Regions from separate parts of the Mus musculus genome. Here regions 2, 3, 4, 5, 6 and 7 are each linked to region 1. A link is a contact called in public promoter capture Hi-C data. All regions are on one chromosome and are shown on one strand. The core of a region is the stretch at or near the end of the contact, and the rest is flanking DNA. Distances in the headings are between cores, read along the strand shown.

The links. Promoter capture Hi-C pulls out the DNA fragments that hold promoters and counts their contacts.
Region 2: a promoter capture Hi-C map of pre-B cells shows a contact between it and region 1, with 7 times the contacts expected there. The contact joins the promoter of Trim21 here to the promoter of Fam160a2 in region 1. A contact is called at or near these places in 7 of 39 promoter capture datasets (3T3-L1-derived adipocytes, the C10 cell line, cranial neural crest and 3 more), 2 of 484 Hi-C or Micro-C datasets (B cells and Th1 cells), 1 of 115 datasets of contacts at active chromatin or transcription factors (astrocytes) and 2 of 9 other capture datasets (adipose tissue and liver).
Region 3: a promoter capture Hi-C map of pre-B cells shows a contact between it and region 1, with 7 times the contacts expected there. The contact joins the promoter of Ppfibp2 here to the promoter of Fam160a2 in region 1. A contact is called at or near these places in 5 of 39 promoter capture datasets (cranial neural crest, liver, pre-B cells and 1 more) and 1 of 9 other capture datasets (adipose tissue).
Region 4: a promoter capture Hi-C map of pre-B cells shows a contact between it and region 1, with 9 times the contacts expected there. The contact joins the promoter of Trim68 here to the promoter of Fam160a2 in region 1. A contact is called at or near these places in 7 of 39 promoter capture datasets (the 3T3-L1 cell line, the C10 cell line, cranial neural crest and 4 more), 1 of 484 Hi-C or Micro-C datasets (CD4 T cells) and 1 of 115 datasets of contacts at active chromatin or transcription factors (astrocytes).
Region 5: a promoter capture Hi-C map of second pharyngeal arch cranial neural crest shows a contact between it and region 1. The contact joins the promoter of Rrm1 here to the promoter of Fam160a2 in region 1. A contact is called at or near these places in 11 of 39 promoter capture datasets (the C10 cell line, cranial neural crest, embryonic stem cells and 7 more) and 2 of 115 datasets of contacts at active chromatin or transcription factors (astrocytes and embryonic stem cells).
Region 6: a contact with region 1 is called in a promoter capture Hi-C map of hippocampal neurons, with 6 times the contacts expected there. The contact joins the enhancer-like site here to the promoter of Fam160a2 in region 1. A contact is called at or near these places in 7 of 39 promoter capture datasets (the 3T3-L1 cell line, cranial neural crest, frontonasal cranial neural crest and 3 more) and 2 of 115 datasets of contacts at active chromatin or transcription factors (astrocytes and forebrain).
Region 7: a promoter capture Hi-C map of second pharyngeal arch cranial neural crest shows a contact between it and region 1. The contact joins the promoter of Ovch2 here to the promoter of Fam160a2 in region 1. A contact is called at or near these places in 4 of 39 promoter capture datasets (cranial neural crest, hippocampal neurons, liver and 1 more) and 1 of 9 other capture datasets (liver).

Annotation. Positions count from the first base shown.
Region 1 is chr7:105,397,987-105,401,539 of GRCm38.p6, reverse strand. Fam160a2 (family with sequence similarity 160, member A2) reads left to right here and starts at 1,486. Exons shown (of 12, transcript NM_199009.3): 1 at 1,486-1,656. It also overlaps a transcript of Cnga4 not described here.
Region 2 is chr7:102,564,163-102,567,823 of GRCm38.p6, reverse strand. Trim21 (tripartite motif-containing 21) reads left to right here and starts at 2,342. Exons shown (of 8, transcript NM_009277.4): 1 at 2,342-2,435; 2 at 3,484-3,552.
Region 3 is chr7:107,593,568-107,597,558 of GRCm38.p6, reverse strand. Ppfibp2 (PTPRF interacting protein, binding protein 2 (liprin beta 2)) reads right to left here and starts at 2,508. Exons shown (of 25, transcript NM_008905.2): 1 at 2,180-2,508.
Region 4 is chr7:102,685,942-102,689,662 of GRCm38.p6, reverse strand. Trim68 (tripartite motif-containing 68) reads left to right here and starts at 2,336. Exons shown (of 7, transcript NM_198012.4): 1 at 2,336-2,522.
Region 5 is chr7:102,439,819-102,443,435 of GRCm38.p6, reverse strand. It overlaps Rrm1 (ribonucleotide reductase M1), which reads right to left and starts at 1,741. Exons shown (of 19, transcript NM_009103.3): 1 at 1,393-1,741; 2 at 361-449. The coding sequence starts at 1,411.
Region 6 is chr7:102,511,227-102,515,207 of GRCm38.p6, reverse strand. It overlaps the pseudogene Gm8556. Among named protein-coding and RNA genes, the nearest start is that of Gm38627, 7.7 kb to the right of the region's middle. Within about 2 kb of position 1,952, at least 106 of the 459 cell types and tissues checked have an H3K27ac peak or open chromatin away from gene starts, as enhancers often do. A contact at or near this core is called in astrocytes, forebrain and hippocampal neurons, where this site is marked.
Region 7 is chr7:107,799,387-107,803,014 of GRCm38.p6, reverse strand. It overlaps Ovch2 (ovochymase 2), which reads left to right and starts at 1,836. Exons shown (of 16, transcript NM_172908.3): 1 at 1,836-1,923. The coding sequence starts at 1,836.

The DNA of each region.
Region 1 (3,553 bases), core at 237-2,736:
TCTCTCAATAAAACAGAGTCACCTTTCAAGGACAGATCCCGGTGGATCACAACACCCACCCGGTATTTATGTAGATTCTGGGGAATTTGAACTCTGGCTGTCACGTTTGCTCAGCCAGTGCTTTAACCAGGATGGTATCTCTCTGGTTCCCTTTGATGGTTTTTAATTTATACAGGATGTCAATATTTAATCCTTTCCCTTCCCTTTACCCAAGTCTCAAACCCTTCCCAGTGTCCACAAACTCCCTTTTCTACATCCTTTTGATCCTATTTTGGGCTTTGCTTTTGAATGACCATTTGCAAAGGTGCCCTGTCCACCTGACTATGTATAAAATTCCAAGACTATAATATAAACTAACACGGTCAACTAGTCCCGCAGTATTATATATTCCGTTTTCATTCTCATCTGATCTTTGCTTTGCATGCTCCCAGCTCCAGGTGTTCTCCGGGTCTTGACCATTCTGCCTTGCCTTGGGATAGCTAATTCTTTAGGGTGAAATTTTTATTTCTTTCTTCTTTATGGATACTTTTAATTTGAACCAGTTTTAGAATCACAGAAAAGTCACAAAAACAACACACAAAGCTGTAAACTCCTTACCCATGCCCCCCTGTCATCCATCATATTATGTAATCACAGAATGATCACAATCAGGTAACACTGATAGAATCAACTACAGATTTTATCGGAAACTGCTAATTCTCTTAGTGTTTCTCACTCTTGTTTCAGCCAGCATTTCTCCCTGAAGCCATCTCTCAGCTCTTTCATCCTCTATGAACAGGGATCATGCTAAGTGCTGCTTCTAGACGCTTTTCCTTTCGCAGCCCTAAGACTGAGACAGGTTCTAACGGATCAGGAATCCAGGCTGTCATGTAGGAACTTATTCCACGTTCTACGAGGTCACGGAAGCTTCGGGAGAGCTAGGAAGAGGCGGTCTTCACGGGTAGGAAGGTAGAATCCAACCGGCGTGCATAAGTCTGGTGGAAACAAACTAGCTTGGTAGCAAACAGCCTGGTCTAGGAGAGCTTTCTACAGCCCTGCCCACAGACTGGCCCTTGGCCTATCCTTTAGGAAAAGCCCTGCCCACTTGACGCTATAAGCACCGCCCAGGGCCTGTGTTCCCGCCCCCTCGTCCTCGCCCTCTATCTCTCCCAGTGCCTTCCAAAGCCTACTCTTTCCTAGCCTCAGAAGCTTGTCCCTCCCTTAGAGCAGCCTTCTGCCCTCCGGTTCGAATTTCTCTCCTCTGTCCCCGCCTCTTCTCAGTCGTCCCCTATAAAACGCCAGAATCCTCAGAAGGGCGGAGTCTGCGGGTCGAGGGGGCGGGGCCTGAGAGTGTGGAGCCGCTCCTTTCTTGGAATGCGGACGGAGACCCCGCCCCTGCGCTCGGCCGTTGCCAGGAAACGGGCGTCGACGCTCTGGCTGGGGCCTGGCCGGACCAATGAGCTGGCACGCCGCTGCCCAGCCGTGCGTCACTGGGCGGTTGCGTGAGGTGCGCGGGGGCGCGGGCTGCGTGTGGCGCGGGGCGGGGCGCGGCTGGTTCGCCTGAGGAGCGATGGCGGCGGCCTGAACTCACCTAGCCCGGCCGCCGACAGGCCCGGGCAGGGCGGCGTGGTGCAAGTGAAAGAGACGCGTGGGCCGCGGCGCGCGCAGAGGCGCAAGGTGCCGAGGGGATTCGGGATGACGGCACCGGGTTTGGAATTGAAGGGACAGGGTGAAGGGTTGGCAGGTGGTGAGGGGCTGCGAACATCTGAGGTAGGGGGGCAGGGGACAGCCTAGGTGCTGTGCACCAGGAAGAAGCCCGCTGGAGGGGATCCTGGGCCCAGCTCCGAAGGGCCCAGTTGAAGGAACTCATAACCACCGTTTGCAAAGGGTGTGGGTTCGCTGAGCTTGGAAAGGTGAGGGACGTCCTGGGACAAGAGTTGAGGGGGTAAGGCCTGTGCGGGGATGGGGAGCGTTAAAGGCCAAGGCGGGAACCAGCGGGGGATGGCTGTGCCTTGGTGTAGCAGTTGAAAGCAGGGCAGAGGAGGAAAGGGGCTTGAGGGTTATGAGACTTGCATGAGAGCTGAGGTTGGTTGTGGGGCCTCCTTGGATGCCCTGTCCAGGGAGAGCAATAGTTTACGATCAAGTAAAGTACAGGCGCAAGTGTTGTGCACTTGGCCGCCCTGTGCCCATAGATATGTTAGAGAGTGAGAGAGGAGGAAAAAAAAAAAAACCCCAGAACCACAATAACAAACCCCAAACACCACACACAAAACAGCATCATAAGCAACAGTAACTGTGATAAGGAAAATGTTTGAGGTTTAGTCATCTACAGAGTAATAATGGAACCACAGTTTCCTCAGGTTCTGCTTTTGTAAGGCAGACTTTAAAATGAGGCCATCAGGAAGTTTGTTTTTGTGTTTTGAGAGGTGGAGAGAGAGAACTACCCATATTTTCTCTCTGCCTGCTTCTGGGCACCCTTACTACATTCCTCCTTCCCTGTTGCTGTCATCTGTATTGGACGAGCAGTTGCTTTCATGGAAGTCACATGGCTTGTTATATGCAGCACTGTGTTTAGGTTTGCTCTTCTTAGGAGTTTGAAAAGCAGGAACAAAAAACCCATGACTTTGTGGAAGCAAATTTTTGTACAGTAAATGCTTATACTTTAAGTGTACATGTTTTGACATATGTGCATATTTGTGAAATCAAGATGCCAAACACTTAGACCACCTGAAAAGTTTTCTCTATTTTACAGCTCATATTTCCCTCTGTATCCTATAATTAAGTTCATTTTATTTGTATTTTATAAGTCCATCTCCTTATCCACACAGACATGAATTTGGGGAAGTTAGTCTCACTAGTGATATGATCCATTCTCTGGATCTTCTCTCTGATCTGACAGTCGGCTATGTAGTTGAGGTGTCTTGAACCTCCTTTAACCATAACAGTATTTAGGTCTTTCTATGAAGACTATCCCTAGAGAATTTGAGGCAGCCTCAGTTTATATTCTGTTAAAGAATCTCAGCTTCAGAGCTAGTTATTTTATCTTGTGGTATATTTTCTTCTCTCTGGAGACCAAAGAGGCCTTCTTCATAATGATATGTCTGGCCAGATAATCAGAACTTTTGAGGACCGACAAGCATAACAGGTTGTAGTAGTGGTTCCCAAACACTGACCTGTGGATCCAGTCCATGGTAGCGTTCATCTGTATAAGACAGGATGAAAGAACTAAAAATAAAGTTATATCCTGGGGGAGTGGCTCAGTGGGAGAGTGCCCTTCCATATTCAAAACTATAAGTTTGATCCCAACACTGCCAAAAGAGGGGCAGGGGTAACTTATTCTAATATTATTGTTCTTTTTTGGTGTTAAGGTGCTCTTTGCTCTTTCACTGGAGAAATAATTAGTGGTAAAGTACATGGTAGGTTTAAAGAAAATGATGAAAATAAAAAGTTGATCACCTTTTTAAAAAATAAATATTTTACTGGTTTATGAAATCCTGACATTCAGAATGATAGTGGTGTGTGTGTTGTTTTAGGTTGAAGAACCATGTACTTATATAGTAATTTTATGTAACTT
Region 2 (3,661 bases), core at 1,093-3,592, 2.8 Mb after region 1:
GAAAAATCTGAGCAGTTTTCTGGTGAATTTTTTACATTATTTACATTAAATATTATTTATGTTAAATAAATCAAATTTTTCTAACAAAATAAGTAATATTCCAGCATATCTGTTTTCTCTCCTACATTGTATCTACCAAGCATCACCATTTTTAACTTTGCTCCATTAAGCTCTTTCCAAAGCATTACCTGTAACCAGTAACTGTTTTATATATAATTCCTAGTAATGAGGTTATGGAAACCATCATCTTGAGTGTGCATCATCAGAACAGGTGGTCAGTAAAACTGGGCCATGACTTGTTGAGAGTGGAGGTGTGGCACCAAATTGAAAATCTCATCTATGTCTGTGTCTTAGTGAAATTAATAGATCGAGATAATGATGACGACGATGGTGATGATGATATGACAGTAACAAGAAGTGAAGCTATGGATTAGGATCCTTATTTTTAAAAAAGAAAGAAAGAAAAAGAAAGGATACAAAGAGAAGGCCTTGTCTTTGAGGAAAAGAGCAAGTCTGGAAAGACCAGTCTGCTGCTGCCTTACTTCCCATCCTCCACAACTATAAAAAAGAAAGGTATGTTTTTTTTAATGAATTACTCGATCTGTGATATTTTATTATAGGGATCAACAAAGGCTTTAACCATGAGAGTAAAGGGCTATAATTCTGATACATTGTTAAAACCAGCAAGTGGTCAGCCCTCCGTCATCCTTTTTGGTTTGGTTTGGTTTTTCTTGGTTTTTCGAGACAGGGTTTCTCTGTATAGCCCTGGCTGTCCTGGAACTCACTTTGTAGACCAGGCTAGCCTCGAACTCAGAAATCCGCCTGCCTCTGCCTCCGGAGTGCTGGGATTAAAGGCGTGCGCCACCACACCCGTCATCCTTTCTTGTCCCTCTCCCACACCCGTTGGTCCTTTCTTGTTTCCAACTGGTCCTCCTTCTGCTTCCATATTTTTGGGGGCTTCTTAAGTCACTAAATTAGAAATAAGTAGAAGAAGCTTTTCCTGTCCTGGACAAAATGTACTTGCATATCACCAGGGACAACTTGGGTTGCCAATACACACTCAAGTTAGTAGAGAATATGATTAAAACCCAAAGTATAAACATCTCACTTCACCAACACACTAATAATGTGCTAGACAATAATATCAATAGCATTAATTCTTCCCAAATAAAGACTTGGGTCATTTTGTCAGGGAGAGGGAAGTTTGAAATATCAAAGTACTATCTGTGAGTGAAGGGAGTTTGGGTCTTCAGTAGGTGGGGTCTTCAAACAATTACCAAGGTGGGAGCTGAGGCAGCTCTGAGTACAATATGTTAGTAGTCCTGTGTGCACATTATAGAGTATATATCAGCACACCCCTAGGGTGTGCATTAATCTCTCTATCCAGTGTGTAAACTGAAACAGAGCATCCTCTGGTGGTGAATAGCAAAATAGACATTGACTCTACCCTCTGCCTTATTTTGGGACCCAAGTTCTTTGCCTGCAGGAAATAGCAGCAGACCTTCCGTGGTAGAAGCAGAGTCGTTTTCTGATGTTTATAGATGTCTTCGTCCTTTCGGATGCTTGACTCTTTTTCATTCTGCTTTCTAGGACTGTTGTGCTCCAGGAACCAAGCCCCAGTACAACAGCACAATCTAGACAGTAGATGTTGCCTGGCGGCCTTTCACTAAGAGAGATCTCTTAAACAGGACTAGAAATTTCAAATCACAGAATGGTTTTGTTTCCTAAATATAATAAATAGCGAGGAAAATTCCACTGCTGTTTTTAGCGCAAGTTATAATACAATATCAATTGTCCATAAGTCTTAACTCCCTTCACTGGTACAACACATACCTTGACATCATAAAGAATAAATTTCTAGCCCCAAACTATTTGAAAAGAGCAAAATCACACAACAGAGTGGTGGGAAATGGGTATACTTCAAGTACTCTGTACAATTAATATATACTAATAAAAAACAGTGACGGTGGCGGGATCAGTCTTGGGGGAAGCTATCCATCCCTGTAGGAAACAGATGGTGACTCCTCCCTCTCCCATTCAGACCTCTTCTCTCAGAAGCTCCCAGGTAAGAAGAAAAGACCAGTGTCAAAGATCGATATCCTGTAGATTACATTCTGTTAAAGGGGACAAGGGGGCCTTAGAGAGACCCAGGAGGACAGGTACTGAGTTTTTTCCCTGCCTGTGGCCAGGAGTCAGTTTCTTGCACCTCTGACCTCTCTCCTCCCACTCTCTGCCCTGTCTCTGCCCAGTCTCCGCCCAGCCTCCGCCTTCTCTGCCTCTAACCTCCTCTTGCCACTCAACTCCTCACTCCTCCCCTTGCTCCTCCCTCTTCCTGCTAGACCTGCCTCTGAGAGGAAACTGAAAGTGAAATTTGGACTGCAGGCTTGCAAAAGCGAAGCTGGGAGCACATAACTAAAGCTGAGGACCCTGGTTAGGTGAGTGAGACTGGGACCCCTGGCCGGCCTAGGTGGGCTCTTTATCCCCACACCAGATTCAAGGAGCCTCTTCCCATCAGCACCCCACACTCGGGAATTTGCGAACCCACCTGCTGCTTCTTTTCATCAGAGTTGTCTTGTCCTAGCCCTGCAGAGCTGCCCATGCTGGCCTGTGGAAGCTGGGCTCTGAAAGTGACTTTCCTAGTGCCCTGGACTAGCTGAGACGACAGTCCTAGCAAGGGCAGGAGAAGCAGGGTGGTGACCTAGGCCAGAGGGGAGCTCAGGGAAACCCTTACCCCTTGAAGATCCCTGCTTGAGGAGAGTGCTATCCATGTAGAAATTTCTGTGGATTTAAGATACTCCACACCCTAAAGGAAGTTGAGACTAGGTTTGGAGCAGCTTAGAGAAGAGCCCAGGGAGTGCTCCCCAAAAATGTTCACCGGTGAGCACACCTGCATGTTATGTACATAGACATTTATAGAGGGGAACATATGGGCACGCCTACATTGATGCATTTGTGCACAAGTATAGTTTGCATATAAAAACATCAATATATGTGTACATACATATATAAAAACATGCATATACACACATGCAACTCTTATAACTGGGCCATATACTCTTAGACAATGTACTCCGGATAATGAATGACATCTTACATGAACCTGAGTGGGGTCGCTAATGACACACCTAGGCTGCATTGTGTTGCCTATTGCACAACCACCATATGTGCAGCCTGTCATATTTGACAAAATGTCTACTATGATGTATAGCTGCATAAACCTTGACTCCTAATGCCTGACCCCTGTGGTTTCTGCCAAGATTAATGAAGACTAGTATGAGCTAACTCTGGTTGGAATATGGAGGGTCTGTGGTGATATGGTAAATGGTCGTTACTGCCATGACTGACGTCTCTGGGCAGTAGAGGCATAAGATGACAGAAAGGAAATGGGAGACGCCTAGACAGTGAGGGTTAAGCAGGGATGGGTGTGGTGACGGTGGAGCTGTTAGCAGCGTTACCCCCACCAGTTTTCTCTGTCTCTTCTAGAAACTCGGTTTCCCCTTCTGCCTGGCTTGCTCAGTGGGTGAGGCCGGAGGAGAGGCTCCTGTCATTCAGGTTGGTGCTTTTGCCTTCTGCCTTTCCCTCCTGTGTCATCGCTTGTCCACCTTGGCATTATTTGGGGGAGTTTGGGGTTTGCCTTGCTTTTGCTTTTGTCCTACAAACT
Region 3 (3,991 bases), core at 1,259-3,758, 2.2 Mb before region 1:
ATCTGTATTTCAGGAGAAACCATCCCCACACAAACTTATGGACACACACAAATTAGCTGCTGACCAGTATTGTCGAAGTAGTGCATCCAAAATTGAACTAGAATTCTCCAAGAACTGTTCCTTTTCCTAGAGTCTTATTCTGCCTAACCAGTATAAAGGCTGACACCTCCCTTTTCCTGGCCCTGGTATTTCTAGGGTCTCTTTTGTCTACTCACACTTCACTCTCCTCATAATTATCTGAATTGGCCTGCCAGTCTCCTAACTGGCCTTCCAGCTGTGGTCCTTCAGGCGCTACCAAGTCCAATAGTGGATCCCACCCGGCTGTTATTAGAAACACCTGGAGAATGCCAAACATGCCTGGGACCTACTTAACCTGAAGAGTTTGCAAAACTCCGAGGCCTTCGGAGAGTTTGTACATCACTCTTAATACTTGATACAAACAAGAAAGAAATAGGTTAGAAATACAGAATGCCAGACTTCACCCCTGACCCACAGTGTCAAAAATCTACTTTTGAAGATCATCTCTTGATTCTCAAGCTTGTGTCTGAAGCACAGGGCTCTAAAATGTCAGCTGACCTTTCTCTCCACAAATGTTTACTAGATTTCTGTCAGGCTGGGGGTTGGGCAGGTCAAAGTTCAAGGACTCTAACTTTGATAAGCTCAGCAGACCACAGTCAGTCTCTGCTTAATATCCCATACATTGAAGTCTGTGGCCTTGGGCCAGCTGGGACCATTGGTTTTGTTGTTATTTTGTTCTGTCTACCAATCAGGCCAGGAACCAAGAAGGACCAGTAGCCATTTCTTATAGACTGAGTTTGCCTTATAGACCTCTCCATGGCCCAGGTCACCGCTAACATCTTCCTGTGACATCCCTCATATAGATTGATCCTTCTTAAAACCTACCCAGATTTTCCTTATTCTGGTGAAAAAAAACAAACAAACCCCTAGAATTTCTGTAAGTTTGTTCCAACCTTCATCTGTCTTTATCTCTTACATGTATCTCTTATGTTATCCATCCACTTAGCATATCTGCCTTAGTTACCAAAACACAGACAATAGTAGCAATAAACTAAAATCGGCACATCATCAAACCTCAGAGTGATACCACTAATATATTATGTGAGGGCTGAGTGTTGTTGCTCAGTGGTAGAGCACTTGCCTAGCTAAGCATTCACAAGGGTCTAAATGAGATCACCAGTTCCCATCACCATCAGCCTTAAATAAAATCCCAAATGAAAATAACAACAAAAGACTTAACAATATTCCACTTCAAAGTCACGTAAATATGCATACAAACGGGCTGGTGAAGAAAGAAATAATTTCTAATCAGATAACATGTTTAGTATACCAATAGTAATCTAAGACTGAAGATTAATTAGGTCTGTAATTGACTTCCTTCCTGTAGTTGAGCATTTACCTTAACAAAATACTCGGTAATCTAATAAACACTACAGTCTACAATATAATCAATTAAGGACCAAGAGAAATGAACACAGGCAGAAATAAAACCAAAATATGAAGAGGAAGACTGATCTATATCAAATATCTCAGTGCTCTAAGAAAGAGCTGAATGCCTATTTGAATCCTACCGGAACCTTGGAAGTTCTAGTTTTTAAACATATAATAACCTTATTTTGATCGGAGGGAAAAGTATGGGTCTGGCGTCAGGATGGAAGGAGGGAAGAGGACCCACTTTTAAAAACAGAAGCATCCCCACACCCTAATCCTGCCTTGAGCCTTTGGGAAGTGTGTTGCATTTAGCAATTAGTGCACAGAACTGCTCCTGGCCAAAGCGCTCTGGACCAAAGGTCTATGGAACAAACCCACCTAGGTATCTCCAGTTGATGCCACTGCTGCCCTCACGGGACTCAAGGCTTGGGTCAAAATCGCCCGGAACTCTGAGATATCGGAACACCCCGGTATCCTGGGGACCACTCTGCCACCTGTAGAAGCGCGGGGCAGGTGGCACATCCAGAGCGAGGTCGGGTAGAAAACTCAAGCAAATCCAGGGGAGTTGCTCCCTTTTCTCAGTCTCCCAGACAAATAAGTGGGTCCCCAAGTCTTGAAAACGTTCGAAGGTCTAAAAGACCACAGACGCCCAACTACCCATGTAGTTCTTGGATCTGGGGGTACTCAGTTCCCGGGATAGCGGTGAGCCGAGGCAGGGAGACCCACTGACCTGGATGCCAGAGTGCAGCTTCTCTCTCGGAGGCTCAGGTATGCAGGTCGCTCCTGTGTCCCTCACACTTTCCAACATAAGAGCGGAGAACCCAGTGACAGGCCACTGGCCCAAGGACCAACTGCCAACCAAGTGGCAGACCCGCCAGCACCGACCCGGTTCGGCACCCACGTGACGGAGGCGGGGATCCCAGAGAGGCTGGTCCCGGAGTGTGGCTCTCTGGCTGCTGGGACCTTCCCCCTAGGAACCGCCCCTCTGCCACCCCTCCTCCTTCTCCCGCACCGCAGTGGCCCGCGAGGACCCAAGAGCCACAGTTCCAGTTCCACAGGGACTTGCCTGGTCAGCCCCGCCCCCAGGCAGAGCTCCCGTGCTGGCTCAAACCCCGCCCCTCCCGGGAGACCACGCCCCTCTCTGGGTCCAGCCCACTGCTTGCACCTAGGACTCTTGCACTCTTCCGGCCGCAGAAAGGACCCTAGGCATTTTCCTTGTGTCCCACTGTGCTCAGGTCTCCAGAGTTTTTGTAATCTGTCAGCAGGACGAGGAAAGCGTGCGGAGAATTGCAGAAAGGAGCACCGAAGCGCAAGCGTACACACACACACACACACACACACACACACACAGCGGGCCTTGTGTAACCCCATTGAGATTAAGGGTAGTCTAAGACCTGTATCATTCCCAATCAGCCCAGACCAACCCCAATTTGGGTTCCATGTCACTCTTAGATCTGTCTAACTCAACCTCCGCCGCCGCTCCCCCCGCCTTTCCTGAAGGTCCCTCTAGTGGTTAAAGCTCTGGTGTTCTGTCTTGTGAATAGCTGAAGACAGAACACTTCCTGTGCCCTGCAAGGTCAGGTACAAGTATGCAAAACAAACAAACAAAAAAAACCTGGAGACCGAATCCCAGCACCTACCTCGAGCGTGCATAAGGCCCTGGGTTTTACCACAGCTGCTTGCCCTACCCGGGCCTCCAAGGGCCGGTTGCTCATTTTATCTGCTTAGAATCTCCAGGGCCTCAGATGGCAGGGATACAGGGACTCTGGCAGGAGTCTCTACTAAGCTGGACTCCAGTTGCTTACACCTGGAGTGTTGACAGACACGACTCGTCTTTTTTTTTTTTTTTTTTTTTTCAAAATTAGTCTAAAATTACTGGTATGACCAGAGGCTTGCACACATGAACAGAAGATCATAAATACTGTGGCAAACAGGTGTGTGAGCACTGCGGGGACATGGCCAGCAGCAGAGCAAAGGCAAAGCCAGTAGAGGAAGATTGGGGCCCCAGACTTGTGTCACAGCAGGACACCCTTCGGTTCTTTCACTTCCTTAAAATAGCGGGTGAGAGGCTTTTGGAAACAGAGCCTGCGCAGTTCATATAAGTTCAAGTGTGGGCAGTTCCAAATCCCACTGGTAGCTTGGGGCCACGGGGGCAGTTTCTTCCCCCAGGCCCCCAGAAACTGCAGCATTTTCTCAGAACTATACAATTATTTTGTAAAATGTTTTATGAACTTGGCTTTCTCAAGCTTCTGTGCAGTTTGGGAAGGAGCTTTAAAAGTACAGACGCCGGGCGTGGTGGTGCACGCCTTTGATCCCAGCACTCGGGAGGCAGAGGCAGGTGGATTTTTGAGTTCAAGGCCAGCCTGGTCTACAGTGTGAGTTCCAGGACAGCCAGTGCTACACAGAAAAACCCTGTCTCGAAAAAAAAAAAAAAAAAAAAAAAAAAAAAAACAACCAAAAAACAAAAAAAAAAGTACAGACGCTCTCCTCCCATCTCCAGAGGGTCTGATCTCTTGGCGTTGGAGAGGATAACCTGCATATT
Region 4 (3,721 bases), core at 1,087-3,586, 2.7 Mb after region 1:
CCACCTTCACTTCTTCCTGAGTGCATCTGTCATTACTTTTGCCATGCTCCACTGATATTATACTCAAGGTTCTTCAGCCTTCCAACATGGTCTCAATATAAAAGATCAGAGACTCTTTTGGGAATGGGAAAGTGAGGAAAGGAGGGAGGGAGGAAGAGAGGGAAGGAGGGAGGGAGGCGAGTCCTGTGTCCTGTGTCTTCAATGCTGAGACACCAACTCTGTGGACAGAGTAGCCACTGAATTCTTTGGCTCCAAAGCAGTGATTGTCAACCTTCCTAATGCTGAAACCCTTTAAGACAGTTAGTTCCTTGTGCTGTAGTGACCCCAAACATAAAATTATTTTCACTCTTACTTCATAACTCTAATTTTGCTACTGTTGTGAGTCATAATGTAAATAATTTTGGAAATAGAGGTTTGTTGAAGGGATTATAGCCCACAGGTTGAGAACCATTGCTATAAAAGATATTAATGGTTGTTTTTTTAATACCCAGAACCTATCATACAAATCATCTAAATCAATCTCTCTGTCTCTCTGTCTCTGTCTCTGTCTCTGTCTCTCTCTCTCTCTCTCTCTCTCTCTCTCTCTGTGTGTGTGTGTGTGTGTGTGTGTGTGTGTGTGTGTGTGTGTGTGTTGGTTTGAATATGCTTGGCCCAGGGAGTGGCACTAATAGTGTGAGACCCCGACTTAAAGCGTCTCCCCCAAGCTTGTTTTCCCTGATTTCTAAAAATACAGCCAGAAAGAAGCTCTTTGTTCTCTATAGCCAGCAAAAAAGCCTTTTTGTTTCTATACCTTACAACCAGAGTTGTGATAATTGTAAAAAGACCTAGCCAGGTACTTGCCTGGCTCCCTGTGCCAAGGACACGGAGATAGACTCCACAAAGAAGAGCTACAACTCACTCCCCACTCCTCATGCCTTGTAATTTTACCAAGGACACCCGCCAGAGATGAGCTGTAGCCAACTCATCCTCCCAACTCCTCCCAATTCCTCACGTTTTTCCTCTAAAAGCCCCCTACTGTTACCGATAGGGAGCTCATCCTCAGCTGACAATAAAGCCTCTTGCAGTTTTGCATCAGGTGTGGTTTTCTCTCGAGTTATTGGAGTGCTGGCCAGCTCATCCCGGGACTTGAGCGGAAGTCTCCCCAGTTTCGGGGTCTAACAATAGTAGGTGTGGCCTTGTTGGAAGAAGTGTGTCACTGTAGGGATGGGCTTAGAGACCCTTCTCCTAGCTTCCTGGAAGCCAGTCTTCTCCTGTTCTTATTTTTATTCTGTATAAGTTCATCAGCCAATGAGGTTACTTGATCGTGTCTTCAAAACTTTTAAGTCCAAAGTGCTCCTCATAAGCAAGAGCCTCTTCCCCCAGTCACTCTATGGTGTCCTATTCTCAGGGCCTTTGAGAGTCAGTCATAGTTACAAACACATTCAATTACAAATGAAAAAGATGTCCCCTTTTGATTTCAATTCCCTTGAACTTGGTTGACTTTAAGGCAGAGAATGTATGACCCAGTCTTGCAATCCAGGTCTCTTTGTATGCATGCTCAATTAGTATTTTTTAAATGTCTTCTTTGAATCCATCTGTTCACTGTGACATAAGGTCAGTCATTTGTCTCTACCAAGAAGCAGAGGCTCAGTTCAAATCTCAGTTCCTCCCTCTCCCCCTACAGTGCTGGTCCTGTCTATTTTCAATAATTTTCTGGGTGTCACCCTGAAGAATGTCAACCATGTCCTCAGCTCTGACATTGTCATGGAATTCAAAGAGCATGGGTCCCAACGATAAACATATCACTGGAAGCTGGATTCATCTGGAATTTTTTTCGTTACTTCCCATATGTCACTGAGTGTCTTCTCTTGCTTACTCAGTAAAAGTCCCAGTATCCGAAAAAGAACCAAAGAACTACAAAGAAAAATCCAGGTCTATGATTTAACACGCTTGGTCTTGTGTGTCTCTGCGGTTGGACGAGAGGAAAGCTTACACACTGCTTTAAAAAGATTTTTTTACTGGCAGCTTATGATCAGGACTTCGTAATTTAATATGTTTTCTAACTCTGAAACTAGTTTGTTGCAATGAGGAGCTACCAAAAGTATGTAAGTGTCAAGAGTTAGCCAGGAAAAACAGAAGCATTTATTAAAACTTTTGCTTAATTGTCTGAAACCTGGAGCAGCCACTTGCAGCTCGTGTTCCAGGGAACTGCGGATTCCAATGCGTAAAGGTGCCACTTAAGGAAGCCCGGCTGCGCACCCACGCTAGGTAGCTGAATTCAACCAGGAAACGTGGCAAGCGAACAGCCAATCAGGCCACTCTGAGTGCAGAAGTGATTCGTCGGTTCCGGCGCAGTGGGTGGGTCCTGCAGCTCCGGGCGCGGCTCTTGCCTTGGGTCCCTCGCCCCCGCTGCTATCGCGGCTTCCGGCGGCGGGCGAGCGCCCCGCTGCTTCCTACGCTGCGGATTGGACCGCTGGAGCCCCGCGCCTCCACAGCTGCTTAGAGAAGGAGGCGACAGCAGACCTCTTTGGAGGACAACACAGGTCCTGCCCTCTTTACCCTCCCCTGTTCCCAATCCCACCGCCCTGGGGAACTGCCTAGTGCCCGAAGGTCAGGAAGGCACGGACCGCCACTGCTTCCAGACCCGAGGCTGGTTTCTGCCGCTTCCAGGCTCTTCCCCCTCCCTTCGCGGCCCTGAGGACCGTGGAGGCACTGGTTGCTAGGTGCAACCTTTTGATATTGTAGTCTACAAAGTTCACTCTGGAGAACAAAATCGCATAAAGAAACTTAACATTTTACAGTTTTGTGTTTGGCCTGTATTCACAGCTGCCCTCAGCTACAGGTTGGACAGGTCTGAGCAGTTAATGAGTCAAACTTTTGACCAAGTATTTATGTTTGATAAAAGATCTCTATTGGAGATCCTCTATTGGAAAACTGTATTTATCTCCAGATCTTTGACATCTTTCCCATGTTTACATTTTTTGAGGCAATGTATAGAACTAACATGCTTCCACTACATTTTTGTGATTTATCTTGATTTATCATTTCTATCTTTCTTTGCCTCGCTTTCCTACTGCCAGTGTCTTCCAAATTTTCATCTGCTGTTTTGTCTGGTTGTTGTTGTTGTTGTTGTTGTTGTTGTTGTTGTTGTTGTTGTTGTTGTTTGGGGGTTTTTTTGGTTTTCTGTAGCTTTAAGTAGTGCTTTTGACACCAAAGCATGAACAGGTGGACACATGCACACTGCCTTAGATGAAGATATTAACACCTCTACTATCAGCTATGCCTAAACATTTACATTGAATTCTCATGCATTTAACAAGTATTGAGACACTGTTGTTGGCATCAAGAATACACTGAGCAAAACTGAAGATAACTCTGTATTAAACGTACCACGACATTAGGATATTGTAAGAAAAACAGAAAATATGAATAGTAAATTTCTAGTGTGTGAATTAAGAAACCCACAGACTCTGGTAAATGATATCAACAGTGAGATCGTGGAAACAGTCTCAGTTGGAAGAGTGTGATTCCAAATAGGGTAAAATGAACAGACCCCGGGTCCAAGCACTGCACATAGCACTGAGGAGAATATGGCTGCCACGGGTGCAGTTGGGAGAGTAAGAAGACTTAGGCATCTGCCTAGCATGCTTGAGATTCTTGTTAAATCCCCAGCATTTCAGAACAGTCGAGGGGGTGAGGGGGTGAAAGGAGGATGCTTACTCCATGATCCCTCCGCTGGAGC
Region 5 (3,617 bases), core at 492-2,991, 3.0 Mb after region 1:
GACAAAAGTGTATTTTACATATGTATGTATAAAACTGTTAGAGACTCTTAAAAGTTAAATGAGTAAGATACACAGCACTCCTAATTCCAGATGACGGTAAATAGAACTAATTTCTACACTGTGTGGCTAAATACGGATAAACAAGATGCCTGACCAGTAGTCACATCAACTGTCCCCTCTTAGTTCATGTTCTGAGTTCTCCAGGAAATGAGAACTTGAAGGACACATCAAAATTAAGGAAAGTGTCAGGCAATAAATTCACATTTAACACTGAAGTATAGTTAAGTGAAGGGCTAGAGGTAAGTGACATAAAATCACATAGCATGCAAAGAACCCCTGATACACACTGTATTTACTTACAGGATCAACAAAGTCCATGTTGAGTCCATAACAGAGTTTCTGGATTCGTGATGTAATTTTGTCAAACATAACTCGCTCTTGGCGGCCATCTAAATAATCAAATCACAGTTAGCATTAGCAGTTATTAAGCGGGCAATACCAAAGAATCAAGTATATTCAGCTTTTAAAACTGTTTAAAACAATTAAGAGATTGTCTTTGGGGTCTGCAGAGACTGCTCAGTGGTTAATCATGTCTACTCGGATTAAGTCTTTGTCTATTTGGGTTAAAAGTCTTTGTCTATCGACCTATGATAGAGGAGGCAGCCCTCTGTGAGTTTGAGGCTAGACTGATCTACACAGAGTAAGTTCCAGGCCAGTCAGAGAAACCCTGTCCCAAGAACAAACAATGTAAAAAAAAAAAAAAAAAAAAAAACCTCCCCACAAAAATGCAGAGGCAGGAGAGATGATACTACACTCCCACCTCAGAAGAGACCAGAAAAATGACAGATGTTCAAAAAATGTGGTGTCCTGCCTTTTCTTTTTTTCCTTATTTCCTCCTACACCAGATCATCGACTCCGCGGTTCTTTTGTCTGTTATTTTGTTTAAGAAATGAGGAAAGACAGGCACAGGGCTATTATGAGCTATGGGTTTCAATTCTAACCTCACCAACTACTAGCTGGGGTGGAATGGGGGTGTTGGGGTGCTTTTTCGTGTCTTTGCAACCTCTTCTAAAAAAATGGAGCCAAAAGCAGCTACCTCTGAGGATGGCGGCAAGGAATAACAGTGCTCGGGAACAATCTCAGACAGGGTTGGAGGGAGTCTGGAAGGGAGCACAAAGTCAAAGTCAAAGGGAACACACAAAGGTCAAGAGAATGGGGACAGACTGAGCAGACACAGGCCCAGCTGACAGACAGGGCGGGAAGCGCGGCGGGAAGCGCGGGAAGCGGCGAGGCGCCGCGGGTCGGGCGGGTCGGGCGGGCCGGCGATAGTGACCGCTGGGCTCTCCGCAGCCGGGTCCCCTCTCCTCCTCCCCATCCCCACGGACCCCTCACCTCGCTTGATCACATGCATCGCCGCTAGAAGCTGAAGTGCTGAGAGGTTCGAGACCAGTTAGCAGCTCCGAGGCGAAGAAGGGACAGAGACGACTGTCAGATGTGAAGGGTTGGACTCCGAGAGGCTGCTCGGACGGAGGGATGGAAGCTGCGCGATAGACAGCACTTTCCTCACCAGAGCAGACTAACCGAATTACGAACTCCTTCCCGCTCCCGCCACCCGTGACGTGCAGAGCAACGCGACGGACGGAATTCGAATGACGTTCTTGACGTTTCAACGCCGGGAGTTGAATGGGCGGAAACTGAGCAGTAGACAGACAGCACACGAGTCCCTTGGCCGCCATATTGAGTGTGGGCAAAGCCCGGGAGACTGCGCTCCTTTCCACCACATTGGGTGAAAGCGGACCTGGCGGGAACGAGTTCTCCTGCCGCCATATTGGGTGTGGGCAAGCAAATCTCCCGAGTATTTTTATTTCATAACAAAAAAGTAACCAACCAGATATCCAGAACACCTTTTTCCTTTTTCCTTCTTCCTCCTCCCTTCCCCCTTCCCTACCCCTCTGACTTTTTTTTTTTTTTTTTTGCTATTTTACATTATGGACATTATGGAAACACCAAGATTTTGTTCTGGTTTGCACTAAAGCCTACAACCCGCAAATAAGAAGCAGATAGGAAGCCCGGGGCTCGTAGGTCTACACTCCTCAGTTAAAGAGTGGGGCTAGACCAAAGGTGTTTGAATTTCAGCCTTACAGAAATAGGGGTACTGTGAAACTCTTATGAAGGCCCACAGTCCATTTGCTTTTACAGTTTTGTGGATGGTAGTAGAGATAGGATCAGCAATAAGATAGTCGTCGCCACATTAATACGTGAAAACAGCCAGACATTATGCAGAGACCAAGACATCTGCGAATACTCAGTCCTAAGGGACTTCTCCATCAAATCCCTCCCCAAATGACTCAGGGGGCCCCATAGAAAAGGAGGAAGAAAGAGTGTAAGAACCTAGGGGGATGGAGGACACCGAAGAATCAAGGCCCTCTATGCTCTTATAAACTCTTGAGACTAAGGCAGCATGCCCAGGGCCTGCCTGCCTTCCAGTTTACTAGTGTTTTTTATGGGATTTTATAGTGTTCGCCTGAGTGTGCGAACAAGTGTATCTCTGATTCTTGTTCCTTCTCATGCATTCTGTCCTTCTGTTGGTTCTGTTCAACACTGATGTGCTAGTTTTCTTTCTTTTTTTTTTTTTCTTTTTTCTTTTCTTCCCTTGGAAGCCTGTTTGTTTTCTAACGAGAGACAAAACGGGGCAGGACCCAGATGGGGAGGAACTGGAAGGAGAGAAGGGAAAACATAATCAGGATATGTTATGTGAGGCGAAAAAAAAAATCCATTTTCAATAAAATGGGGGGAAAGGCTAGGTGAAAAAAAGAAAGAATAGTTAAAGTCGTACTTTAAACCTATTCAAGACAAGTATAAAAACTAATTTCGGTCATAAAACTGATCTTCATAAAATAATGTATGTGGCATTCTTTCGCTAAAACCTATCATTTGCTTCTTACACCCTCCAGAAGGGGTCCATCTCCACCCACAACTGACACATCATAGGAAATCCTACATGAAGCTAGAGGACCAGGGCTATCCAGGGGGAAAATATGATATGGAAACACAATTGATATTCAGATGTTAGGGGAATATAATATCATTTGCTAGAAATGGAGCTGGAGATCATCATAATAAGCCAAGCTTATAGAGACAAATATTGCATCTTTTTTTATAATGTGGAACCGAGGTCTAAAAAATAAAAGCAAACCAAAAATCCAAACTTGGGCCAGCTGCCAAAACTCTAGGTCAGTGCCTAGCCCAGTCCTCATCAAGAGGGGATTCCTTCTGCAGCTGGGAGCAGATATAAAAACCCATAGCCAAACATTAGACAGAGAAAGAGAGCCCAAACTGGAGATTTTCACAGGTCTCTCCCTTCAGAGCTTAGAGAAAGAACTGTAGGAGCCACAGGGGTGGAAGACACCAGGAGAACACGGCTCACTGAGTCAACTAAGCAGGCGTCATAGGGACTCACAGAGACTGACGCAGCAATCATGGAGCCTACAAGGGTCTGTGCTAGGTCCTATGCATGTATGTTACATTTGTTAGGTTGGTGTTTTTATGAGACTCCTAGCAGTGGGAGTGAGGGAATCTGACTCTCTTCTGACCCTTTTCCCGCTACTGGGCTGCCT
Region 6 (3,981 bases), core at 703-3,202, 2.9 Mb after region 1:
CTTAATTAACCCTGATTCCGGAAAGCGACAGCTGAACTATAGATAAGACCTCAGTGAGGGGTCTGTAACAGTTTCCCGGTTTCTCTGACCCTTCACTGCAGCCGGTAGGCATCTGATGGATAACTGAGGCAGATAAAAGCTGGCCACTTCTGTCTTTATACTGTGTCTGTCCCTGTACTCTCTTAACACTTGTGAGTCAGACCCTGCTCAACTCTGCATGTAGACATGTCGATCACTTAAAATGTTTATTTTCCCAGATGAGAATGCTAGCACACACATTTAATTCCAGCACTCAGGAAGGAGTCAGAGGCAGGTGAATCTCTGTGTTCAAGACCAGCCTGGTCTACAAATTGAATTCCAGGACAGCCAGGGCTACACAGAGAAACCCTGTCTTGAAAAACCGAAAGAAAACTTTTTTCCAAAATTGTAATTTAGAGTTATCTTAATCTGTTTGCTGTTTCGAGCTTCGTATGTGTTTATTGGCAACTGAAGGACATACAGTTTGATCATATGGCCCATACCAAACCTGAGGCTACTATCCCTGTACATGGCAATGAACTGCTCAGCAGTTCTGGTTTCAGTTGGAACTGTAAGCCTGCAAACCCTCAGGCCAGATTGTACCCAGGAAGGAAAGCACCTCCACTGTGCCCATGAGCAATGGGAAATTAGCAAGCATTATTCTACCCCACCTCCAGATCAATAAAGGCTTACTGCCCTTGATCTGTGAGCAGCCTGATACCTGCCTCCAGTAAACTGAAGTCAGGCAACTGGAGCTGGTGGCTCAGGAAAGGAGCCTTGCCCAGCTCCACAATAAATGCCTGAGTCTCACTTCTACTGTTCCCACAGACCAGTAACTTCCTCTTTTTCTGCAAACTCAGAATAGGGCGCTCACCAGGCATTTAATCTGCCAGCACCCGAGTCTTGAAATACTCAGCCTCCAAAACTGTGAGAGATGAATGATAGTGAGCCACTGGGTTTGTCGTGGCCAGCAGAGCAGACGAGGTGCTATCCTCAGACAGACATTATCCCTCCCCAACCCAGTCTGACAGAAGCACAGACATTGAAATCCCTGCGTGGTGGACTTCAGGTCTGAGATTAGCTTGTAGCACTATTGCTTTCTAGTCCGAAGGGACAAAGACACCGAACTGGGGGGAGAGGGACAGCTCTGCGGTAGATCCACACCCTGCACTGTAGAGAACAGAAAGACACAGGAAGCACTACCCTATGAGTGTTGATCCTAGCAAGTGAGTTCCAGAGAATTTAGCCCCTTTTCAGAGTCATGGCCATCCCAAGTAGGCCTGGGTTCTCTGATGGGGCTAACAATGCCAAATACAGGTTTAAAGACTGGAGGAGGGAAGGGGGGAGAAGGGGTGTAGAGGTTGGGCTTTTGTTTCTTGTTGATTTGGTTGTTGTTTTGTCAGCGGTGGGGGTCGTTTAGTTGGTTGGTTTTGGTTTGGTTTTGCTTGTTTATTGATGCCAGATCTCCTGTATCCCAGGCTAGTATCAAACTTGCTGTGTAGTCAGGGTTGACTTTGAACTTCTGATCTACCTCCACCTCTGCATTGCAAGCACGTGCCTCCACACCCTAATATGTGATCTTTTGACATCCTAATTTTAATTTTCCCTTGGTAAGGAGAAGAGAAAGATTAACTGGATTTAAGCTAGAACACAGCTGAGCATTGAGAAACACAGCCTGCTGCCAAGTAATAAATAAAGCTGAAAAAGTGAGGTGCCCGGGCATGTTCACCCAACATCAGCTTTCCCTACTGCTCCATCAGCCCCCGCCTGGTTCCAAGTTTATCGAGTTTATTTTAAAAGCTTAGAGAGAAGAATCGGGAACGATGTTTGGTCGTGGAGGAAACTGAGCGCACGGGTGTCTTCCAGTTTCGCGCTCACCCTACAGGCTCGTTCCGTGGACTCGGGCGCCCCCACGCGGCGGCACGCACAAGCCTCGGGCGCCCGGGTCCTGGTGACAGAGCCACCAGGCACCGCGCTCCCAGCTCACAGCCTTCGGCCGCCCTCAACCCCGCCGCTTCCCACGGGCCTCGTCAGAGCATGGGGACTTAATGTTTACGAGATCGCCAGGCTCCCGCGGGCCGCTGTGGCGACAGCCAGCCCGCGGCGCTAACGAGCCCCAGCGGAGCGCCGCGGAGGCCCGGCTTTGGCAACCTGGCGCAAGCCTGCCGTGGCCGCCTGCAAGCAAGCTCCCAGTGCCACCCACGGAAGCCGAGGTCGCCACAGCCACACCAACGAGTGGCCAGGGAGACCGAATCTAGGGTTTCCGGTGTTTTGCTGGCCCGATCTCCAGATCCACCCCTCCCGGTCCATTCAAAAGCCTTGACCACTGAACCCTAGACCCTGGCCCAGTAATCTCTCCCCAGTGACCAGTGGTCAGGCGGAAAAAGGAGAGAGAGTAATCATTATATCTCATCCTGGGGTGTGTTCAACTTATTCTCCAAACTGACAGCGCTGGGGGTCACCTACTAACTTCTGGGCAAGAGCCACACATCAGAATGAGGATCAATCATGACTTGTCCCCAGAAGAGAGTGAAAGGCTCACATTTACAGTCTGTGTGCCAGGAACTGTGAAACTACTTACATTAATTTCCTCAGTCCTAACAACACTGCGATAGGCCCTGTTGTACATACACAGTTGTTCGCATTTCAGAGAAGGAAACTGAGACCTAAGCCCACATGGTGACCCTGAGACCCAGAGACCGATTGAGGCAAAACAAAAGCTCTCCGAGCTTGGCTCGGTTAAAGACCATCCTCCACTACGTAATCAGTTACAGTAGAGGCTAGCCTGGGCTATGTGAGACCCTGCCTCAATTTTTTTTAAGGTGAAGAGAGCCTTGCATTTTTCCTAAGTATCTTCCAGGACACACACACACACACACACACACACACACACATATACGCACGCACGCACGCACGCACGCACTACACAGGAAAAAGCTCCATGGCCCTGCAAGTTGAGAACCACTTACTTAAGCTACCCTCCTCAGCTTTGGGGAGTAGTAGCTGACAATTTCTTTTAATCAGTTGGAGTCTTTCCGAGGGGGACAGATGTTTCTCTTGGTTTAAGTCTGGGTTTTGATGCTTACCATAGCAGAACTTCCTCTTTCAACATACACTAGCATCCTGTGGCACTGTCTGACGGAGTATACTTTGGGATACGTCTCAAATGTTCATAATGACAACATTTTCTGGCCATTTTCCTGTGCACTAAGCACCATCGCATGTGCCAATCTACCCCTTAAAACTCCCTGGATAACTTGGGGGGAGAGAGAAAAATTCAGAGCTGAGAATGCTATGGGTGGTAACGAAAAGCTTCCGGGCTGAGGGCTGGGGGCATTGCCACACTTGCCTGCTACTGTCATTCTCCCATTTTGCAGAATGAAACTGATGTGCAGAGCCATGACATCACTTTCTCTAGGTCATAGTCACGCTAGTGAGTGGACCGGGACTCAGGCATGGTGTGGCCAGGCCTGTGCTGGTACTTAGGACAGCCTCCATGCTGCCCCTCCACCGTACTTGCAGGGTTAGGGTCCTCATCTCAGGGCTGAGTCCTCATGAAAGCTAGTTTTCTGTGAGAGGGTCTCTTCTCCTTCAAGGGCCTCCCCCTTCTACCTGTCCGTCAAAACCACCATCACAGACACCCCCGTAGGTGAAGAAATGGGCACAAGATTTGAGTTTAAACAACTCCTTGTTGGATTCTGGCACCACTGTTTACAGTCTGGTTGACTTTAGGCAGCTAATTTGGCCATCAGTTGCACTGAGGAGAATCTAAGCAACCTCTGCTACCTTATGGGACCTGAGGTGGACTGAGGTCATCATTGTGAGAACTCAGTAAACCCTGTTTCACACCTTTCATACTTCACTCTGGGAACTCTTCCCTGACTGTCTCCACCCCATCTCTCTACAGGGGGCTTGAGGCTCCTCTGCTAAGGGAGTACCCCACCTCAGCTTGCCACACCCTTG
Region 7 (3,628 bases), core at 587-3,086, 2.4 Mb before region 1:
AAATAATTATTTTGCATTTATATTTGTGTGTGTGTTAATTCATAAATTTAGTTTATGTAACTGGAAATTTCATCATAAAGGAGTTAGGAGGCTTTTAGCTTGACATTTGCTATATTTGAATATGTGATTTCTAGGAAGTTCACAGAAGCATTTCGTGTTTCCTACATGGTTATGACCCTGCCAATCCACATACATTTCTTGCACATTATGTGTCTTAGTTGGGGTTTCTATTGCTATGATAAAATATCATAACCAAAAGCAACTTGTGAAGGAAAATATTTATTTCATGTTATAGCTTGTAGTCATTTCTTCATCCAGGTAAAACAGATCAGGAACTCAAGCAGAAACCTGGAGACAGGAATTAGTGCAGCAGCCATGGAGAAGTGGAGCTCTCTTGCTCCTCATGGCTTATTCAGCCTTTCTTATACTGTCCTGGACAAGCTGCCCAGGTGTACACTGCCCACAGTGAGCTGGACCCTCCCACAACAATGGTAACCTTAGAAAATGCACCACAGACTAGCCTCTAAGCAAAGCTTCTAAGGCATTTTTTTTTCAATTGAGAGTCCCATGTGTCAAGCTGATATAAATCTAGCCAGCACAACGTGCCAAGAAATTCAGCCAGGAAAGAGGAAAATGTGGAAGTAATTATAGCCACTTTTTGTGTCTAGACATCTACAAGGTACAGAAGTGAAGATTGTTAGCCTTCTAGAATACTTTTTTCATGGGGGGAAATGAAACTTCACAAACACGCCAATGAACAGCATCCTAAAATCCTAAGAGTCTGTAGCAGTATGTATTATGGAATGTGCTACTGCATTAGGGTTTTTTTCTCCTCTTCCTCACTAATACATGCTAATGCGGTTACACTTGGAAAAGAACGGGAGTAAAGTGTTTTAGTACATTCTGGTGGGCTGTTTGCAAACAGCTAAGAATATCTACCCTTGCAAAGGGACAATGTTGATATTTGTTGTGTAGCAAATCCTTAGGAAATAAAACATTTTATCATGGAAAGAACCTCCTTAAGACTTAGGATATTGTAAAGGGAGCCTAGTTAAGGCTCAAGAAGTAAACAAAGATATTATGAAGTCAGTGAAACTAGTAAGATTCATTAGGTCTCTCTCTAGCATATGTAAGCAGTAAAGACTGCTGAAATACAATCTTGGATCCACTGAGCTGTCTAGAAAAGACTCAAACCAACAAAACTGCCTACAAAGGACACTTCAATTTGTTCAACTGTCTACAGACTATATTGTGCTCTAGGTCTCAATCTTTTATAATTTGTCACCCATGCTGGAGTAGGCTTTTGTTAATGCACTGTCTTTGAGTCATTTCAGCTCCTGTGACTAACCCCTCATCCATAGTCCTGTAAGTAATGCCAATAAAATACATTGGTTCACCAAGTTGGATATTGGTGGTATCCTTACTTTAATCTGTTCTCAATTACCTATCAGGGATAAGTACACAGTTGTTTGCATCTTGCTAGAAGTATTACACACAAATATTTAATCCTCTTACAGAAAAAGGAGCAAGTAACAATCACAACAAAACCTCAAACACAAACCACTTTGCTAAGCCAGGAACACTGGAGGAAGCAACTTATTGATGTAGGTGGAATAGAATGTTATGCTGCTCAGTCAAGACTTCAGTTTTGTAGTTGATTCCCCACATCTAACAAAAAACATTTTCAAGAAACCACATGCAAAGACATCTTATGCCTCCAGTCTCAGTTAATAAATAAGCTTGTTTTAAGTTGGATTATTGCTATTCTTCCAAAGCTTGCTGCCTTTGTTTCCTTCAGCCTCTCTACGTTTCAGGAGGAAGCGTTGAATCTCAACATGCCTATCAGCAAGGACAAGCTGATTTTAATATTAGGAATGGTCTGCTTGGAACAAGGTCATTCTGAAACCCTTTCCTCCATAAGAAGTAAGTTTCAAATTAAGTGTATAACTACTTTCGGTTTTGTTTGGTTGGTTGGTTTGTTTTGTTTTTTGTCTGGTGGGATCACTCTTGCAGCAAATCAGAGTAACGTCTCCACCTCTTGTTCCCTTGGGAATACAAGAGAAGCAAATTACTTCAGAAATGTAATTGGTTCTCAAAAATATTTCTCTGGAATTTTCTCCTGTGATAAGCATATGGAATTGAAATAATATGAAATAAATATAAACAGTTGTAGGGACCCTAAGTATTTTCTCCTAGTTTTACCAACTGACCTAGGATTGGCCACTTATTTGGAAGCATTACACAACCTGGTATTCTTCCATGGAGCAAATTCTGGGAGATCAGAACAGGTTTGGAAGTATTTAGAATCTTCAGGGAAATTATCCTAATAACCATATGATGCATGCTCACTGACATATAGTATAAATATTTTTGCATTGATTATAATGAGCTTAAAACAGTTGTTGGCAAGCTTGTCTGTAGTCGGACTTGTGCCAGCCCAGAGAATCAACATGTTTTCTGTCTCTGCTTCAGTGACTTCAGGTAATACTAAATTTTATGTCTAGCAGATTTATGACTCATCCATCTGAAGCAGCTGGAACAGCTTTTGATCATACATGCAATGGGCTCAGAATGAAACCACAATTGGTCGTTTCATGTTTTGCTGTTATTAGATACAGGTCTCATTGATTTTTAGTTTTCACGTCTTCTACATGAAGATGAAAGTCCTTTTTTCAGGCAATGTGTGGGGATTAAGAAATAAATTATATGGGAGAGCTTTATATGCTTTAAAGACGATCTAAGTAGCTCTCCTCTTAAGGATATAGTCCCAAGAAAAGTCATGTGCTCAATCAGCCATGCTTTCAGGTGTAACTTGTAAGCCAGGAACTGTGCTAGACCTTAGAAGTGTGTATGCATAGGACCCACATTCCTAAGTATCTCACTGAAGAATTCTGTAGTCCAATGAGGGAAGGAGACAATTTACTCTCATAACATAGCTTGGAAAGAACTGTTAAAGGGGAACAGGGAGTGGAGAGAAAGAGTGCTATATTGTGGGAGAGATCCAGGTCCCAGTTTGAAGAAATCAAGGAAGACTTTTCAGATGAAGTGGTAGTAAGCATTCAAAGAGCCATCTAGGTGAAGAAGCTCAGTGATAATGATGGAGAGTTTTATATGCACTCTTGGAAACTTCATAGGAAAAAATAACCTCAAGAGAAACAAATTCAACACAGAATTGCACAGTGTAATTAAACAAATTTAAACTCACCCCTTACTTAAGAAGTCAAAAGCCCACATAAATGCACACATATTGAAGTGTTGTCGGGGATGAAGGCTTTCTTGTTAAGTTATGTCTTCTCTTTACCTGACAGGCACCTGTCTTAACACCAGTGTGTGAATTAAAACTATCATCATACCACTGTTCCTGAACAATGTATTTTTTGCCCTATAGTAAATCTAATTAAATTTCTTCATATCTAACTGTGTGGCAGGCATGCATTAAAGACTCAGTCTCATAGGCAGAGCAGAGAGAGAGAGAGATAGACACAATTAAAAACTAGGACAGACTACAGCATCATCCATAAGTTAACTAAGCAACTCTGCATATGTGAATTTGTAATTCCATTGTGCCTATGCTAGATGTGATGTTACACACCTGTAATCCAAAAGCAGACTTCCAAAAGCAGAGGCA